4 separate regions of the Gossypium hirsutum genome follow, and regions 1, 2 and 4 are each linked to region 3. The links are chromatin contacts, called in public Hi-C maps. All regions are on one chromosome and are shown on one strand. The core of a region is the stretch at or near the end of the contact, and the rest is flanking DNA. Distances in the headings are between cores, read along the strand shown. Region 1 holds the start of LOC107917563 (cytokinin dehydrogenase 5). Region 2 holds the start of LOC107916540 (thioredoxin H1). Region 3 holds the start of LOC107918014. Region 4 holds the start of LOC121211246.

Region 1 (2,700 bases), core at 57-2,556, 330 kb after region 3:
TTGATGAGCCCTTCAGCTACAATCACGAAACCTTCAACGTAGTCGAATTTTTGGTTACTTGGCTCTGCATGTAGCGATATAAGATGCTCTTGGTCGCTGGTAAAAGCTGAGAAATTGGAATACAGTACTCTTATCCATCTCACCTACACCACGTTAGACAGACGCAAGTTAAAGGCTGCTCTGGTGGATGAAAAACAGAATGAATGGTAGGTACCATATTTGGAGCCGGCTCAAGGGAAATTCTAGCTCTGGTGATAATGCCAAATTGTCCTAAACCGCCAAGGACAGCATGAAACAGCTCTGTGTTTTCATCTTCTGAGCATGTCAACACCTCACCTTTTCCTGTTCACCAAATCCCATTCATTCTAATGCAACAACAATAATAATATAATGATGCTTGAAAAAGATGGAAGAACTTGACCTGTAACGACGTCAAGCTCGTAAACATTGCTAATTTGTGGACCATGATTGAAAGCTTGGCCACTGATTCCAGCATTTGACAGAGTCCCACCAACAGAGAGGTACAAGTAATCCGTCCATGATTTGGGTGCCAGTCCATACTCTAAGGTACTCTTCAACACATCTATCCAAAGCTCCCCACCCCAAACGTCCACGTATCTCTCTTCAGCCCAAACATGAGGTCGAGGTGGCTTATTCCCCCCTTTCCACCCACTCATCTGAATCACTACACCGTTTGTGGTCTGAGCCTGTCCGTTTATGGAATGCCCATGTCCTCTAGCTGACACCGTCATCCCCTGGTTTGACCCGTAGGCTGCTTTAACGACTCGAGCTATGTCCTGAGCCGAAACTGGATGCAATACAGCCAGCGGTTGACCTCGGGTGAGCAAACCAAAATCGAGAGAAGCCGTTTCGACGTCGCTGGGGTCGACGCTGAGTTGACCATCAATACCCAGGCGAAGAATCTCCATGAAGTCGATGGCCAATCCAACAGTAACCATAATTAAACTAGAAATAAGGAAGGTTAAAAGAAGCATAGTTGCCATATTAAAAGAAGAAAAGAAACAATGCTTGGTTTTCGGTGCTGCAAGAAATGGTTTCTTTGGAATAATGAAATGAATAAATATATAATAAAGAAGAAAGAGTGCAGAAAACAAGGTGTTAAAAGATAAGGGGGAACGTGAGGAGGAAAAGGATCAAAACCTTTGATGGCAGCGTTTACGTAAGCCCAGCTAACACTTAAAGATTTACTACGTAAACATCTAACATGCACAGACCGACAGATTCCTCTCATTTCTTTTTTAGAAACAAAAATGGTGGGTTCTCTCTCAAGCCAAACAAGGAAAAAGGCTTGATATGTATATATAAAGCTTCTCAATCAAGAGAAAATTTTTTATCAAATTATAATTCTATATCATCTTTTATCCCTTTCTAATAAAATAATAATAAATTAAATTTTTTCAAGATAACAAAACTGAACATCAAGAGAAAAATTTTTATTTATTATTCTTTTATTTAAATAAGAAATAAAAATAATGTGATACATGAAATTACAATTTTTTACAATTTTTTTCTCAATTAAATTCATATTATTATAGAATATAAAAGGGAGGCGTGAGAGTGGGACGGAAAGGGAACACACGTGGACAATCACGTGCGAGGGGGTGGGAAGATACGTGTGGAAGAGAGAGGAAGGGCTGGGGTTTTAGATGGGGAGGATCTCTACGTGGGGACCCAACTGCGGAAGGTTTCACGTGAGTGCTGCCGCTATGCTCGACCCAACACCCACTGCCTCCCCATCCATCCTCACCATTTTATACAAATATGGCAAATACCAGTAAAGATTCTCTTTTTTTTTTTCAGAGTTGCTTTTGAAAGTGCGAGCGATGACGAACCGAAGATCCTCTTAATTAATAAACTCAGATTTTGCAAAATCCATATTGATAATTTTACTACTGCAGTCATGAGATCATCAAACTTTGCAGAACCACGCCTTTCTTTCCTTTGGCACTATTGCTGTTTGTGAGTTTAGCATCGTATAATTGTGGTTTTGTACACAAGATTTTTGTAAATACTTGTTTGTTTTTTTTTTGTTACTAACACACTGTTTCTATGTTGGGAAACGTCACGTTTTTGCTTTCATGTTATTGATGCCGATGTGGCATATCATATTTTTATTATGAGAAAGTTTTTACACAATCATAACATCATTCCATCTTCTCGCCACCAATGCATAAATAGATATTGGAAGCAAATATAATTTTCATCCTTACAACTGAGGCACCTTTTGAGCGCAATGAAATTGATATGCACAGGCGCTTTGTTTTTTTTTTTTTAAGAACTAGATGAAAATAACCTATTGAGGTTCCGCTACCAAAATTGGAACATAAAAGAAGAAGAAGCATCAAGGAAGAAAAAAGGAAAGAATGGAATCCAAGTATAAGTAATGATGTGAAGGAAGAAGTGACGGATCTCGGAGTTAGCTCATACACCGGAAGTGATGAAAAGCTTGTGTATTATCTATACTCGGGGAACAATTTGATGGACAATCATCTCGCTGCCAAGTAGAGTTAGAAGGGATTCAAGAGGTAGTCCAAGCACCAAATCAATTGCAAGAACAGCTAAAGCCCTAAGGTGATGAGATAGAGGAGATAGATATTTCAGGGGATGGAAGAGCAACTAGACCTTTGTTCAGAAGTAAGAACCTTATCGAAGAATGAAGGAATTTAATAATTCGACTTT
Region 2 (2,700 bases), core at 95-2,594, 430 kb after region 3:
GATACAAATTTATGTAGGTGTTTAAGGTTAAGAGTGGTTCCAAGAAAGCCATGCTAACTAGGGTGAAATTCAAAAGAATAATATGGGATAAACAAGTATAAAAACATAGATAACTTATAGAAAGCATACACTAATTTAAATATAAGATAAGATCTGAAATAGAAACAAGGACAACAGGCAGAGAGAGTAGCCAAATATAAATACAACCACACATTATTTAGTGTCTGTCAGACATTCATAAGATCCTAGTTTCATAAACAACTCCAGACATCAAGTACATTTAAATGTTGATTCATGCTGTCTGCACCGAGGTAGATGAATGGAAGGCAATTTTCTGCTGCAATTCATCTTTCCTTGCACCCACAAGCTTGTCAATTATGGTGCCTCCTTTCAGAAACACAAAAGTTGGCATCGCCTCAATAGCCCACGACTGAGCGACAGACTGCACAATTACAAAGAGCATGGTGTAAGAAAATTTGACAAGTCAAAAGTTAAAATTACAGGCTTTTTAATTAAGCAATGGCTTAAGAGACCCTACTTTCAGTTCATCCACGTCCACCTTCAAGAATATGACGTTGGGCAGCTTCTTAGCAAGATCCACCAGGATTGGTGATATAAAACGGCATGGCCCGCACCATGATGCTGTGAAATCCACCACCACCTATCCAAATAAATCTTTTCTTAAGTATCATACATACAGATCTATAATTTATCATAACAACACAATAAACAACACCTAATACTTGTGATACACCACTAGTACATAACTGAGGACCTTGCTAAGAACTATACAGGACAAATTAAGCAGGAGATTACTAAGTCCTTCGCTGAAATCAGCCCAAGTTTACGTAGACAAAACCAATTTTTCCAAACAACCTAGCAAGCAAAATTTGGTAGCTAATACAAAGAAACAGCAATTTCTGTACCAGTTTTCTTAAGTTACAACAAAGAAAAGATATTTACCAGTTTGTTGGACTCGTTTCCCATCTGGAGCTGCTGCTGCCATGACTCAACAGTGTGGCAGGCAATTACTTGTCCCTCTTCAGCCATAGTTTTTTCACTTAACCTCAAAGCTTACAAATTAGGCAAAGCAAAATACTTTTTATCTTGTTTCCCTTGTGTTTGTTTGACAATTTCGATAGTGCACAATCCTTTATATAGAGGAGTTTAGAGGCTAATTACGAGAATGCCATAGGTAAAGTTCGGGAATCACGTGACGCATTCTCATATGTCAGTGACGGAATAATATTAGTGGTCAGCGGTGAGAATGGTTCCGCGTTTTCGTGTCCATGTAAATGGAACCCAAGTATGAAAGGCGCTTTTGAATTTGGAAGGACACGGCACGTACGTTACATGCGGCACCTGTTTAAATTAATAATAAAGAATCGGATTCAATGTGATAACGAAATTCAACTATTTTTAAAAATTTAATGTTGAAAAAAAAAAAAGTAAGAAGTCTAAAATGGATAAATTGCACTCAAGCTCATTAAATTATTAGTACATTTAAGCTTTGGTCATTTAATTTTAAAAAGTTATAAAATTGAGTCATTAATCTATTAGAAAATTTTCATTTAAATCATTATAATGTTAATTTTTTTTAATCGGGTAGTGAGGCTTGAGCGGCAATTTAACAATCGTTATGGTGGGTCAGTACTCATTGATGAGTAGAAGAACATATATTAGATCTAAGTTAATTTGATGATCGGTGTTGGAGATCGAAAAAGAAAATTATTTAGATTTTGGTTCATAAATTCGTGAGTCCAAAGTTATTTCATAAAAAAAAGCTAAACTATAAAAAAAAAGAGAATGAGAGCTTTCGATGTTAATTTTGATAAATTTTATTTGGAGTTTGTTTGGAGTTGAACTATGTATGAGTCAAATTATTTTCATGTTATTTTTTTAACACTAAATATTATCTTTGATAAATTTTAGCCTTATTTAATCAAATAACTAATTCCATCTAACCCCTATAATAGAGCAACATGCCAAATACCTTCACCCATTTAATTTACATTAATATTGACAACAAATTCAAAAAAGTTTGTCGAAAGTAGTATAATTTACAAAATAATACATTTTAAAAACAACCAATTATAAAATAATATAATTCATTTTTCTTATCCTTTAGATTGCACAAATTCGAAAGACTCTATTATCCTTTAGGTTGCACAAATTCAAAGGACTCTATTGCAAAAGTGTCTACTTTCACATGCATCCTCCATGCGAACTTTCATGCTTTTATTTGTTTCATCAGCAAAAATAAAGCATCAATATCATTTTTGCTTAGAAAAGATCATTCATGCCACCAATATTTTGGCTTACCTTAAACTAGGTAGTTTTGCTGTTCTTCACGTGACAAACACAAACATAGAAAATTTTGTCCACGACACGAACAAACCCTAACCCCCTTTTTTTAAACCCTAACATTAGACAACATAATTATTTTTTTAGTCACCACACTCAAACAAACCCATAAAAGATGTTGCATATGTCGCTGAGATACCCTAACCCATCTCCATAAACTTGAAATCTCCATATTCATGCATTTGGTTAGCCATAGATTGATGGGCTATTTTTTCTTGGATTGGATCGCTCTCTCTCAAAAAAAAAAAAGCTACTTGTGGAATTTTTTTGGTGAAAATAAGATTACAACCAATTAAACAAAGCTAACAAGAGGATTTTCTGCAAACAACTGTAATC
Region 3 (2,700 bases), core at 46-2,545:
AATTTTATCCACACCACACCTAATAACATTATTTTTTAAGTTTAAATAAACATAAAAATATCTATATAAATCATGTAATCATTTCAACTTTATTGATTTTCTTAATTCGATATTCACAAACAAAAACTAATTAATAGACATATTAAAAATATTCTCTAACACAATAATCTAAGTAATGCATTCCAAAATTTGTTAAGGAAAAATCAAACTAAACCTAAGTAAGCTGGTAAAGAAGAAAAACTTGGATAATGTGTTGCAAAATGTCAACTAATCCCAATGGGAACATATTAGGAAGTTTCATGCTCCATAAGGAAATGCATGATGAATCTATTAATTTCACAATTTAAAAGAAGTAATTGAAAATGTAGCAACGCATGGACCCACATTTTACTTTTTGTAAAGAATGCGAGAGCTTAGGATATTGGTGCCACCATGGGACCCGTTCGAGCCCTTCCATGGTATTTCCTCCGGCGTGGCACCACCTAACCTATCTCACCTCCCCCCGACTCGTGGGTCTGCCTGTTTGGACCCATTTCCATTTCTTTCACTGGCTATCTTGTAAGTGTGCGAGAAACCTTAACATAATTCGGATTAAGATAGAATATTATTTTTTATTTATTAATATCTAATATAAATATCATTATCATTCAAATGTGTAAAACTCATATTGTGAATAGTGATTAAACATTTATTAGATATTAATGAAAAAAATAATAGAATGGACCCAAACTCACATAATTCACTTTAGCTCGTTCACTTTGTCTTTTAATATTTGTAAAAGTATCATAGAGGTTTTATATTATAATTTAGATTGTATTTTAATTCATTTACTCAAAAAAATAAACAAATTAATCCTTGTATATTAAATTAAAGAGTAAACTAATTATTTTGTTAAAAATTTCATCTATTTCTATTATTAAAAACTAATCTTTATACGTTAGCATGAAATACACGTGATACACCAAACATTGCTCAATTTTTAAGTAAAGAAAATAAAATATAAATTAACTTTTAATAAAAAACTTTTAAAACACTATAAAACAACCTCAACGATATTTTTTACCGGATGTGCTCTCGAGAAAACTTTTAATACGGCTTGGTCATGATGCAGTGGAGTTAGAGTTATCCGAGAAGCAAAATTGAAATATTTTCATGTTTAGTTAATTAATACATTAATAATATTAAAAAGTGGGTCCATGCTTTGTTTTTTAAGGAGTTTACTAGTGTCGAGTATACCCCGCCTCTCTATTACTCAACGTGTATATATATAAATCCCATCCAATCCATTTGAAATCATAAAGTTTCCAAAGCCCTGTATTATTAAGTACCAGCAGATTCCATCCAACTCTGTTTCTTTGTTTAATAATAACCCCTCTAGAAAGCAACCTTAAACCTTCTCCCCCATTCCCCCCCCCCTCATTTTCTTGTTAAACAAACATGGATTCCTTCGAACTTGACAACGTTAAAGCAGAGAAAGAAGATGCTTTGCGGAGATACAACATGGAGAGGAAGCTAAGGTTGGGTCTTCGCTATATGGGGTTTTTGTTGGTTTTGTTTTTGATATCATGGTCTTGGTTCCCCCCTTTGATTCCCCACATCATCGAGGTTGCCGGAGATCTTAGCCAACGTTACATCAACACTCTTAATGACCTTTTCTTCATTTTCATCCTTATGAACATCATCATCCTTGTTGTTTATATTCTGTCTACCCAGAAACAATCTACCAGCTCCGGTATCTACGATGAGTACGTGTGCTCTCACCGGAGTATAATACCCGCGGAGGCGACCGTGCTCGACAAACAAATCGTCGTGGTGGAAAATGCGGTTGATGTTGCAGAGACAAAACGCCCGCTTTCACAAATTAAACAACAACCTTGGTCGACGAAGACGAAGCCTGCAATAACTTCAACTGATAAAGTGAAGCAAAAAGAGTACCGACGAACACGATCAGTGGTGTCAGAATCTGGAAAACGGCGTCCCCGCCGGGTGTATAGAAGATCGGAGACGGCAATAACGGGCAGAGAACTAGTTGTTTGTAGTGCAGAATCGGCAAGGGAAGCGATACATGAGATTAGCAATGAAGAGTTTCAGTTAAAAGTAGATAGTTTCATTGCTGAAAGAAGGAAAGCCCTAATGCAAGAAAACATTGCGCATTATACAAAATGCATGTCTATTGTGGTTAAGAATTAGCGGGGGATCAATTACACAAAAAATTAGTGATGGGAATTATTAGGTTTCGGGATTGTAATCTTGTTGAGTTGTACAGTGAATAATATTTCCCAGGTTTTCTGGGAAAAATAAAAACTCATCTTTGTTCAATTTTTAAATCCCATATAATTGAGAATTCATATTCATACAAGTTGCTTTCATTGTTCATGATAGATTTGCAATAGAATTTCAGTCAACTATATCATTTCCATGGAGTCCAACTTCCTTTTTTCATTCTTCTAAACTCGTGCTTGACTGTTTCTTTCTTTTTTACTACGTTCTAACTAATACCAACATGGAGTGGAAGAACACTATGAAATCATGAAAATCTCAAATGAAAATGGAGTAATAATATTCTAAATAAATGTATATTGAATATGACATGTTAAATCCAGAGGAAGCCCCCACAACCACAAATTTATTCTTCATAATCCCTTGAATTGACATGTTAAATCCGGTTTTAGTATCCATCAAAAGAGTAAAATCTTGCTC
Region 4 (2,700 bases), core at 156-2,655, 470 kb after region 3:
AACTTTTTAGCACATCAGCTCTTTTGGTTACTTGATTAAATGTTGGTGGTTTTGTCTTTGAGTCTTGAGTTTGATTCCTTTCCTTCTTATTTTTGTATTTTTATTTCATGTTGTTTCAAGTTTTACTTTTTTTTAATTATTATTTTTAACATATTACCTCATTTGGTTAAATAGTTAATTAATAGTGTTTTTATCATTGAGTCTCATGTTCGCTTTCTCTTCTAAGCGCATTGATATTTTTTTATTTCATGTTGTTTCAAGCTCTTTTTTGTTAATTAATAAAGATATTATTTTCAAGTTTTTTATTTTCAATTTATCTTTTTAATTAATAACTTTTTTATAAAATCACATAATTATTACCAAATATCATTATTTTTAGTAAATATAATTTTTATTATATAATTGACAATAATTATTTTATTTTATAAATAAAAGAGTGATTAATTAAAAATAAAAAAAACTTGAAAACAAATATATTTATTAATTAAAAACATTAATTAAAAATAAAAAAATTGAAACAACATGAAATAAAAATATAAATATGAGTAGGAGAGAAATTGAAGCTGAGACTCAAAAGACTAAAATCACTTACATTTAACTATCTAACTTTTTGACATATTAACTCTTTTGGTCAAATAGTTAAAAGTTAGTGGGTTTGTCTTCAAATCTTAGGTTTAATTTCTCTCCTACTCACATTTCTATTTTTATTTCATTTCTTTCAAGCTTTTCTTTTATTTTTAATTTCTATTTTTAATAAATTAGCTCATTTGGTTAAATGGTTAATTAATAGTGATTTTATCTTTGAATCCTAAGTTCAATTCCTCTTTTGAGCATATTTTATTTTTTATTTCATGTTGTTTTAATTTTTTTATTTTTAATTAATAATTATATTAATTTTCAGTTGTTTAATTGTCTTTTTAAATAATAACTCTTTTATGCAAAGATCAAATAATTATTTTTATAATTAAAAATAAAAAATAAAACTTGAAACAACAAGAGCATGAAATAAAAAAAAAGAACAAATGAGGAACCAAATCCGATATTTAATGACAAAACTATTAATATTTAACTATTTAACTAAAAAAATTTAATGTGTCAAAAAATTAAAAAACAAACTTTACAAAAATGCGTTTTCTATTTTTCTTCCCAAAATTAATATATTTCTCTAAATATTCTCTACCTAAAACCTTAAATATTTTTAAAGGGCCAATTTCTTTTTTCAAATTCGGCCCATTTTAACGTATAATATACTTTGTATTTAAATTAAATTATTTTTATCATTAAAAAAATCAATTTTTATCTGTTCTCAAAATTCTAACTAGCGAGTAGTACTATTTTTCAGAATATTGTTATTTATTTATCTTCATGTACGCAATACTTCGAACAGCTTCTGATCTCTGGTGAATGGCCCTCCCTCGGCTAATCCCATCCCATTCATCTTCTTCTTCGCTCACTCACCAACCTTCGATAAGCCCCAACGCTGTCGGTCCTTATCTTTTAAACCCTAATTTCAAGCCATTTTCCAACTCTTCTTCGCTCTTCCAATCCCCCAGGTTCCATAGGCTCGGCTCCCTCCGATGCTTCGCTTCCTCTTTCCCGGAGAAACGCCACCCGTATCCTCCCCAATCAGATGAATCCGTACAGATCCCTCTATTTCCTCTCCCCTTAGTTCTCTTCCCCGGCGCTGTTCTCCCCCTCCAGATCTTCGAGTTCCGTTACCGCATTATGATGCACACGCTCCTCCACACCGACCTCCCCTTTGGCGTTATTTACTCTGATCCCGTCGGTGGCACCTTTGACGTCGGCTTCGTCGGAGAGATTTTCAAGCACGAACGCCTCGTCGACGACCGCTTCTTTCTCATTTGTGAATGTTATGAGTATCACTTGTAACACTAAAGTTAGTTAAAAAGTAGTTAGTTTGGTGTTAGCTGTTAAGGTTAGTTAGCAGCTATCTCTGTGTATTAAATAGCATGTAAACGACTAAAGAAAGAATTGAATGAAGATAGATATTTTTCACGTATCTGTTATAATGTCTAACAGTGAAGGCCAAGAACGGTTCCGCGTCACCAACATCCTACGTAGGAAACCATATCTTGTCGCGGAAGTCAACTGGCTCGAAGACTCCCTCCAGCGACGAGGATTTAGAAGGAATAGCCGATGAAGTGGAGAGTTGCACGAAAGACGTGATTCGGTTATCGAATCGTCTCAATGGAAAACCGCTAAAGGAAGCGCAGGATTTGAGGAGGAACCTATTTCCGACTCCGTTTTCATTCTTTGTAGGGAGTACATTCAAAGGGGCGCCGAATTGTCTGCAGCATCGGCTGTGAAAGACGTGTTTCCCTCTTCATGACGAGAGAATTGAGTAAATTTTAAAGCAAACTTTGTTTAAATTTTGGTGAATATGTTGTTGTGTGTAATTTTTTGTACACGAAGGCATCATTTTTATATGAAATTTTGCTTGTTTCTCACTAGTCGTTGTTAGAATCTTGAATGAATTGTTTATACTAACAGGGTTAATTTGCACAGAAGATAGTTTTTGGGATATGGTTTATTCTTTATGTTACTGCTACTTTTTGGATACTTAGACTGTATTGATGGCCGATGAGGTTTAGTTTCCTTGAATAGGGGTAGTAGTTAGTTTTTCGAGCAGAATTTTGTAAAGGGCTTTGTAATTCAATCATTTCTTTTTCCTGGATTGAG

What was found. Hi-C and Micro-C count contacts between places; a contact is called where the count stands out from the background.
Region 1: a Hi-C map of leaf shows a contact between it and region 3, with 2.3 times the contacts expected there. The contact joins the promoter of LOC107917563 here to the promoter of LOC107918014 in region 3. A contact is called at or near these places in 3 of 34 Hi-C or Micro-C datasets (all in leaf).
Region 2: a contact with region 3 is called in a Hi-C map of leaf, with 2.3 times the contacts expected there. The contact joins the promoter of LOC107916540 here to the promoter of LOC107918014 in region 3. A contact is called at or near these places in 4 of 34 Hi-C or Micro-C datasets (hypocotyl, leaf and petal).
Region 4: a contact with region 3 is called in a Hi-C map of leaf, with 2.1 times the contacts expected there. The contact joins the promoter of LOC121211246 here to the promoter of LOC107918014 in region 3. A contact is called at or near these places in 10 of 34 Hi-C or Micro-C datasets (anther, callus, hypocotyl and 2 more).

What each region holds. Positions count from the first base shown.
Region 1 is chrA01:24,249,198-24,251,897 of Gossypium_hirsutum_v2.1, reverse strand. LOC107917563 (cytokinin dehydrogenase 5) reads right to left here and starts at 1,306. Exons shown (of 6, transcript XM_041098180.1): 1 at 1,162-1,306; 2 at 422-966; 3 at 215-342; 4 at 1-143. The coding sequence starts at 959.
Region 2 is chrA01:24,143,478-24,146,177 of Gossypium_hirsutum_v2.1, reverse strand. It overlaps LOC107916540 (thioredoxin H1), which reads right to left and starts at 1,344. Exons shown (of 3, transcript XM_016845811.2): 1 at 964-1,344; 2 at 539-661; 3 at 115-442. The coding sequence starts at 1,050. The coding sequence ends at 293.
Region 3 is chrA01:24,577,057-24,579,756 of Gossypium_hirsutum_v2.1, reverse strand. It overlaps LOC107918014, which reads left to right and starts at 1,295. Exons shown (of 1, transcript XM_016847503.2): 1 at 1,295-2,304. The coding sequence starts at 1,438. The coding sequence ends at 2,190.
Region 4 is chrA01:24,110,049-24,112,748 of Gossypium_hirsutum_v2.1, reverse strand. It overlaps LOC121211246, which reads left to right and starts at 1,405. Exons shown (of 2, transcript XM_041083833.1): 1 at 1,405-1,870; 2 at 2,041-2,327. The coding sequence starts at 1,405. The coding sequence ends at 2,327. It overlaps LOC107943868 (glucose-induced degradation protein 8 homolog), which reads left to right and starts at 1,292. Exons shown (of 10, transcript XM_041098102.1): 1 at 1,292-2,362.